2 separate regions of the Sus scrofa genome follow, and region 2 is linked to region 1. A link is a contact called in public Hi-C data. All regions are on one chromosome and are shown on one strand. The core of a region is the stretch at or near the end of the contact, and the rest is flanking DNA. Distances in the headings are between cores, read along the strand shown.

What was found. Hi-C and Micro-C count contacts between places; a contact is called where the count stands out from the background.
Region 2: a contact with region 1 is called in a Hi-C map of omental adipose tissue, with 3 times the contacts expected there. The contact joins two enhancer-like sites. A contact is called at or near these places in 10 of 47 Hi-C or Micro-C datasets (brain, embryonic fibroblasts, fetal skeletal muscle and 5 more) and 1 of 2 datasets of contacts at active chromatin or transcription factors (skeletal muscle).

What each region holds. Positions count from the first base shown.
Region 1 is chr18:278,231-282,075 of Sscrofa11.1, reverse strand. No RefSeq gene overlaps it. Among named protein-coding and RNA genes, the nearest start is that of VIPR2, 120 kb to the left of the region's middle. Within about 2 kb of position 1,340, at least 1 of the 83 cell types and tissues checked has an H3K27ac peak or open chromatin away from gene starts, as enhancers often do. A contact at or near this core is called in omental adipose tissue, where this site is marked.
Region 2 is chr18:502,480-506,108 of Sscrofa11.1, reverse strand. No RefSeq gene overlaps it. Among named protein-coding and RNA genes, the nearest start is that of WDR60, 51 kb to the left of the region's middle. Within about 2 kb of position 1,573, at least 31 of the 83 cell types and tissues checked have an H3K27ac peak or open chromatin away from gene starts, as enhancers often do. A contact at or near this core is called in omental adipose tissue, where this site is marked.

The DNA of each region.
Region 1 (3,845 bases), core at 91-2,590:
TTGCCCCTCCCATGCAGCCCCCTTGGCCTGTATTATTCCTTCTTAGCAGGAATTCCTTCCGGCCCCATGCTGTCTGCAGACTCCCCGTGCGATGGCAGCTGTTCCAAACTCACAGAGTGAACCCTTGACGAATACTTGTCAATTAAACCCGTTTTACTCTGCGATTTGTCTGGCTTTCTTTTTAAGTAAATATATCTTTTTTTTTTTTTTTTGCCTTTTGTCTTTTTTAGGGCCACATCCGCGGCATATGGAGGTTCCCAGGCTAGGGGGCTAATCAGTGCTGTTGCCACTGGCCACCGCCACCATGCCAGCCACGCCAGATCCGAGCCGCGTCTGCAACCTACACCACAGCTCCTGGCCACGCTGGATCCTGACCCCACAGAGCGAGGCCAGGGATCGTACCCGAAACCTCATGGTTCCTAGTCGGATTCATTTCCGCTGCGTCCCGACAGGAACTCCAAATATATCATTTTTTTAGCTGTGAGTGTTCTATCTTTCCAGAATGTATTTGTAGGAAGTTAATGCTCCATGAACACAGGGCTGTTGACTCTGTGGCTTTGCTCTGGCCCATAGCCTCCTCTGCTGAATGGCCAGAAGATCTTTCTGCATCTTTGAAGCCCAGCTTCAAGCAAGGGATGAGTTCTGTGGAGGCTCTGGGGGCGCTGGGGGTTGTTGTCCTGTGGAGACCTCATACCTCCGGGGGCAGGGGTGAAGAGGGCACCCACATTTGTTGCTCTGCTTCTTCCATCTCCCTCCTCCCTCTGCTGACTTGTGGGTTTCCCATCAGCCAGGGGTGGCCTCACCCCTTGAAACAAGCTCTGCAATGTAACGCAGCTGACTAGTCCACATGATGAAGGCTCGGCACATCCATCCAGGTTTCTCATTGCCTTGGTTCTCAGCACCTGCCCTGTGAAGAGGTACCCACATGGGCGATAAATAAAGCCACTCTGAGGACACGGTGGTTGAAGCCCTCTGGGATCTCCGTACGGCTCAGTCACCAAGTTCCGGTCAACTTTAGGCAAGTGCTTAATTTGTGTGTCAGACTCTTTATTTGCAAAATTAGGAGATGTTTTTAGAGGAATGTATCTGTTCTGCAACTCCTTCTTCCATGCCTGTCACGTTCTGGGCAATCGTCACGGTTGCTTCTATGACCGGAATTCTGACTCCATCCTACCCCCCCATATCCTGATTCCATGCCTTGGATACAACGGCTGCCCTTGGATATCTCTTTGGGCAGCATCAGAACAAGCATCTTTGGAGGCTGTGCCCATGTTCCCTTGGTCGTGGCTGAAGGACGGTGAGCCACTCCAAACCACAACCCAAGATTTTGCCTCCTTTGCCATAGGCTGTCTCAACAGCACCAAGAGAGTGGTACCTGTATCTTGGCTTCCTTGCATGCAGGCTAAGCTTTCTCTGCAGCCACCATGCCCAAGATGCCAGACCCGTGACACTGTGAGGGTGCTCCTAGCCCCTGAAGAACTGATGCAACACAGCACGTGCTTATTAGTCACTCTGGAAGATGTAAAGCTATCTTTTCACTGAAAGAGGAGAAAAACAGTTACATGACAGCATGGTATATAGTTAAACATTACATACAGCGCAAAAGTAAAGGCAAAATAAACAGGGGTGTCCAAAGAGGAATGGGGGTTCCGAGAAGTGGGCTGGAGGAGGCAAGGTGGGTCGGGTGGAGGCAGTGAGCAGGTGCAGCACAGGGTGCGACTCTGCCTGACTGATGGCCTTGGGGACACGTGGGAGTATCTGCGCTTCAGACGACCCACGGATTCAATTGCTCCTGACCCCGCTGACAGGAAGCTCAGTGAACCCCTGTAAATGCTGGGTCCGGTGACGTCTTTGCTTCTTGTGGCTGTGGATTCTCGTTGTTTTTTTTCTGCCCTGGAGTATTTTTGAGTGGTTTTAGTACTGTTCGCTGACTCCAATGCGCTCTGAAAATAAATGATCTATAAGGCATAATGGTTTCCTAATTAGATCAGAATATATTCAATAATGATTTTTTAGCCCTAAGATCAACCCTGAGAATTTAAAAACCATGTTAGTAATTTAACAGTGTTGAAGTCTTCGTTTCATTTTTTTAAAAAACCAACAAAATCACACTTTTAATAGTCTGTAAAAATAATCCATAAATTTTAAGTGAGCGGTTTTACCCAAGGAAGGAAGAACTGGCTTTGTGGCAGGGTTGTGCTAATTTTATTCACTGTTGCCCCCCTGTGGCCACTCTCCAGACAGCACAGAATAGGGTTGGTCCCTGGATCCCCTCGCTCCTAAAAGTCATATAATTCATGAAACTATCTCATTGTAATTAAGAGTAGATCTTAACTGGCAACATATTACAGTTGATAAATAATTTTAATTAAGATTTTGAATTCACTGCTCTAATTTGAAGGCTCCAAACTTCTAAATAATATAGTTCATAAAGATGCAAACTATTTAGAGACAGCATAGTTCATTGATTAAGAATATAGGCTCCTGGGAGTTCCCATCGTGGCGCAGCGGAAACAAATCCGACTAGGAACCATGAGGTTGCAGGTTCGATCCCTGGCCTCTCTCCGTGGGTTAAGGATCCTGTGGTGCCGTGAGCTGTGGTGTAGGTCGCAGACATGGCTCAGATCTGGCCAGCAGCTCTAGCTTCGATTAGACCCCCAGCCTGGGAATTCTATATACAGTGGGTGCAGCCCTAAAAGAAAAAAAAGCAAAGGCTCCATAATCAAATAATCTGAATTTGAATAATGGCTCTGCCCCTGCCACCTGGGCCTCAGTTTTTTTTTTTTTTATCAGTACAATGTATCTACCTCATAAAATCATTTTGAAGATTATATGAGAAAATATACTCAGAAAGCAGCCTGAACCATAGCAAGTCCTCAGTAAGTGGCAATTATTATCACTTCTCTCAGAGGGGAAGCTCAGTCGAGGCATGACGGAAGGGTGCAGAAAACAGCTGGAAGCAGCCCTGAGCCTGGAGCTCGTCTGGGTCTCAGCTCCTACATGGGGCAGGCCCTGCGTTAGGTTTCTGCAAAGACAGCATCTGGGCTGAGAAGGGGCAGACAGGGTGGGGATGGAACCAAGAGGAAATGTATGCAAAATAGGTATCTAGTTATGAAACAATATATATTTTGCAAATTGCCAGCCCAAGTTAAGAATCCTTTTTTTTTGTTTCTGTTTTTAAGTTTATATTTATATGACTATTTTTGTGACTCGTTCACTTTGATCTTCAAAATAAAAGTTAGGAGTTCCCGTCGTGGTGCGATGGTTAACGAATCCGACTAGGAGCCATGAGGCTGCAGGTTCGATCCCTGGCCTCGCTCTGTGGGTTCAGGATCCGGTGTTGCCGGGCGCTGTGGTGTGGGTCGCAGATGCGGCTCGGATCCCACGTGGCTGTGGCTGTGGCGTAGGCCGGTGGCTACAGCTCCAATTAGCCTGGGAACCTCCATATGCTGCAGGAGCAGCCCTAGAAAAGGCAAAAAGACAAAAAATAAAAAAAATAAATAAAGAAAAAACCAAAATAAAAATTAATATTGCCCCTCAGGACATATAAAATTGATGTTATACTATGATGGGGGTCTCCCTTTTGGGAAAGAACCTGCCTTTTTCTGGCAATTTCCCACACGGCCCCAACCCTGATGATGGCAAGAAGAAAAGGATGCCTTCCCTCTCTTTTTCCAGCGTAACGCCTCTGCTTTTCTTATTGTCTTGGTCTGTCTACCACAAACCGTGTTTGTCAAGCATTTCTCGTTTGTCCTAAAAGGCTTCAATTTTCAGGGGCTTTTTAATCCCCCAAAGATATTCTTGGAAGGGAAATAATAAAGAAACCACTTTCTCTTCTAGTGCCA
Region 2 (3,629 bases), core at 324-2,823, 220 kb before region 1:
CCCCCACTCCTCCTGCTCCCACCTGCCCTAGGCAATCGCGGGTCTACCTTCTGTCTGCTCTGGACGTGTCATATAAACACTCTTTTTTTAAAAATTATTTTTATTATTATTATTATTTTATTTTATTTTATTTTATTTTTTTCCTTTTTCTAGGCCCACTCCCACTGCACATGGAGATTCCCAGGCTAGGGGTCTAATCGGAGCTGTAGCCACCAGCCTACACCACAGCCACAGCAACGTGGGATCAGAGCCGTGTCTGCAACCTACACCACAGCTCATGGCAGTGCCGGATCCATAACCCACTGAGTAAGGCCAGGGATCGAACCCACAACCTCAGTTTCTAGTCGGATTCGTTAACCCCTGCGTCGTGACGGGAACTCCATAAACAGCACTCTTGGGATGTTTGTGTGGCCGGCTGGCGCTGGGCGTCACCTGCACTTCTGTGGGTCTGTCCTGCTGGTTCAAGCGTTTGGAGGGCGGCATCCACCACTGAAAAGCCAGCCGGCACCTGTTCTGCCCTAGAATTCAGCACAGCTTCGCCTCCCACTTGGCCTTAGAGTACCCGACAGCGTGGCTTCCAGCCACCTGCCGACTGGAGAGCCAGGAGAGAGCTGTTCTTTCTTCCTTACCTGTGCTTCTTTCTGGCTCCAGCATTCCCGGTCAGATCCTGTTCCTGCCTCGAGGGGTGTCCCTGGAGCAGGGCCTGAGCTGCTGCCGAGAAAACCCAAACGCCTGACCAGACATCTCTGCCCAACTCGTGCCATCAGCTCCTTGGGCTCACAGGTCTAGAAAGCGCAGAGGAATTCAGGATGGATGTACACGTGTGTACCTAACCCTGTAGGCAGCCACCTTGCCCCAAAGGCCTCCTCACCTCTTGTATAAACGTTCACACGTAAAACTCTTCCTGCAGTTCCTGCCACACTGAGGGCGACCCCCTTCCCTTCCTTCCTCTGGGCTTTTCCTGGTCATTGGAGTCTTACCTGCTGAATCCTGGGGGGGGGGGGCGGCCTTCAGGGAGTGTCCCCGCATGAAATCCAAGACAAAGTGGAGCCGGGGACCCATGGGGACCCGTGAACACTCTAAACGCACAAGGGCAACAATCCGAGTGTCCTTCTGACTCTAAAAGCCCATGATTTATGTCTTTAGCTCACGAGACCAACGTCCTGTGGGCACAGAGAAGCCCCTCTGCAGGTGATGCCCTGGAGTGCCCCAGCGAGGTACAGGTAAAGGTGAGCCCTTTCCTCCCTGGAGACCTGGCCAGCCTCCTCCAGCAAGGTGATCCGTGTGATGCCCTGGCATCCACCAGGGCCTCTCACTGGGCTCCCCGTCCATCAGGGGACCCTGGCAAGCTGGCCCACAGCCTCCCTGCGCTGACTCGCAGGTGACGCGCCCTCCACCAGGGCCTGTCTGTCCGCGGGGTGGTCCGGCGCTTCCCCAGGCCCAGCTCTGCACAGCCTCCCCTTTGCCTCCGTGACCCTGAGAGCGGAGCGCATCCGCCCACCGCGGGGAGAGCCGCCTGGAGGCCTCAGATTCGGGGCAGTTCCGTGGACGCCCTGAAGAGGGCCCTCGAGGAGAAGAGACGGGCGGAGCAAGGCGCAGCCAGAAAAGGCTGCGAAATCAGACCAAGCCTCGCCCTCCCATCCCCAGGCAGAACCTTTAGGGTTTATCTGGCTTCCCATTTACAGGCAAAGGAGCGATGAGAGGACTGCAGCTTTTCAGGGTCTCTGTGACGACCCCGCCTAGTGGGGACCCCCCCCCCAGTGGGGGTCGCTAGAGCCCCACTGGGGGGGGGCGGGAAGGAGGGGAAGGAAGGAGGGGGGAGGGAGTGAGAAAATCACAAGGACCCCATGGGTCTTCCGTGGGCACAGCAGTGATGGGAGTGCGTGACGAGCGGGCATCTCGATGTCGTAATATTTTCTGGTTCCCCAACATTCCTGCTCTGCATTTAGCAATAAATTGTGTGTGGAAATGGATTCGCCCTGCAGAGTTTACAGAGGCCCGAGGAGCCCTGGGTTCTGGGTTCTTCAAGGGCTGTTACGAGAATTCCCAAGAGTCGGGGCAACAGTTTTTGCATGAAAGTTGCTCGTTGAGAATGAACGTCTGAGATGACTTGGCTCTGTCTCAGAAGCAGAAGCAGGTTCCAGGAAGACCCCCCCCCCCCTCCGCCGCCCTGGTTAAACTTCCTCCTCCGCCCCCTCCCCAGTCTCTGGGCTCCACACCGGCCGTCCAGCGTCCAGAGCAACCAGACCCTGCCGGCCCCTTAGGGCTGTTCACCTTGAGGTGGCTGTGACCCGTCCCTCCAGGGTTGCGCCTCGCCCCAATCGCCCTGCTGCCCCCTGCTGGCCGTGGTGAGAAGGACCCCCGAGCCGCCCCCTACCCCAAGCTGTGGGCAGGTTTGGTGACGTCACCGCGTTCCTCGCCAGGGTTAAGCACGATTCCTGGCCGGTGGTGAGAACTGGGTACACATGAGCCGTCTTCCGTGCCCGTGCTGAAGCCACCGGTACGTTATGGGTTACTGGCCGTGGGAACAGGAGGGGCGGAATCCACTGGCGTGTGGGTCATGCCTAAGAAATGTGCTTATTAGTCAAAAGGAATCCAGAGTTTGGGCGTTTCCACAGCAACAGAACAGCAACTGCTGACCCCGAAACGGGAAGGTCTAAAATGAAGTTGTCCTTTAAAGGCACTCTGACGCCTCCTCCAGGCAGCCTCCCCTCCCTCGTAGAGAACCCACTTCCTGTGGTCTCTCCGGGTGGGGTGGGGGGTCTCTGGTTTACTGTCCGGCTCCTTTCACACAGACCACGTCCAGCACATAGTAGGTGCTCAGGAAATAAAAGAAAGTGCATGGTTCGGTCCGTCTAGCCCAAGGCCTACGGCCTCGGCTCTTCAGTGGGCGGCAAATGCTCAGACTTTGCCTGGACGCAGCATCATCAGACATTGGAGCATAGCATCGAACTGCAAGAAGGTTCTGTCTTTTCAGCCTGGCATGTGGAGCCGTCTCATTGTTTAGCGTAAGGATGAGCAGTTTGGGGGATCCAGATTTACCCCTACATTAAAATGATAAAATGCACTTTTGGATTTAAAATGTAGCATTTTTCCTCAGAGGAAAGCTTGAATTTCTAGATAGCTTCCATGTGGCGTGTGTCAAGAAGTCATTACTTGGTAAAATTGGGACTTGCTGCTTAGTTCTTTCTTTTTAGGGCCGTACCTGCGGCATATGGAGGTTCCCAGGCCAGGGGTCCAATCGGAGCTGCAGCTGCCTACACCACAGTCACAGCAACACCAGATCCTAAACCCACTGAGCGAGGCCAGGGATCGAACCCGCAACCTCATGGTTCCTGGTCGGATTCGTTTCCACTGTGACACAATGGGAACTCCATCCGCTGTTTTCGTTCCTGATACCTTTGAGTGGCACCTGTAGGACGGTGGCCTGGAGGAAGCACTGGTTGGGAGCAGATGATAATGCAACTGGCCAAGTAGCTGGGCCCCCCGCACCCCCCACCCCGTGTCTCTTGTCTGCTCCTCAGTTAAAGGGGACCTCAAGGTGGACTCAGCCTCAGGCCTAGGAGAGACCCCCAGAGCCGCCTTCCTCTGCCTCCTCCTCCCCTCCCCCTCCTCCTCCTGCGGCCCGG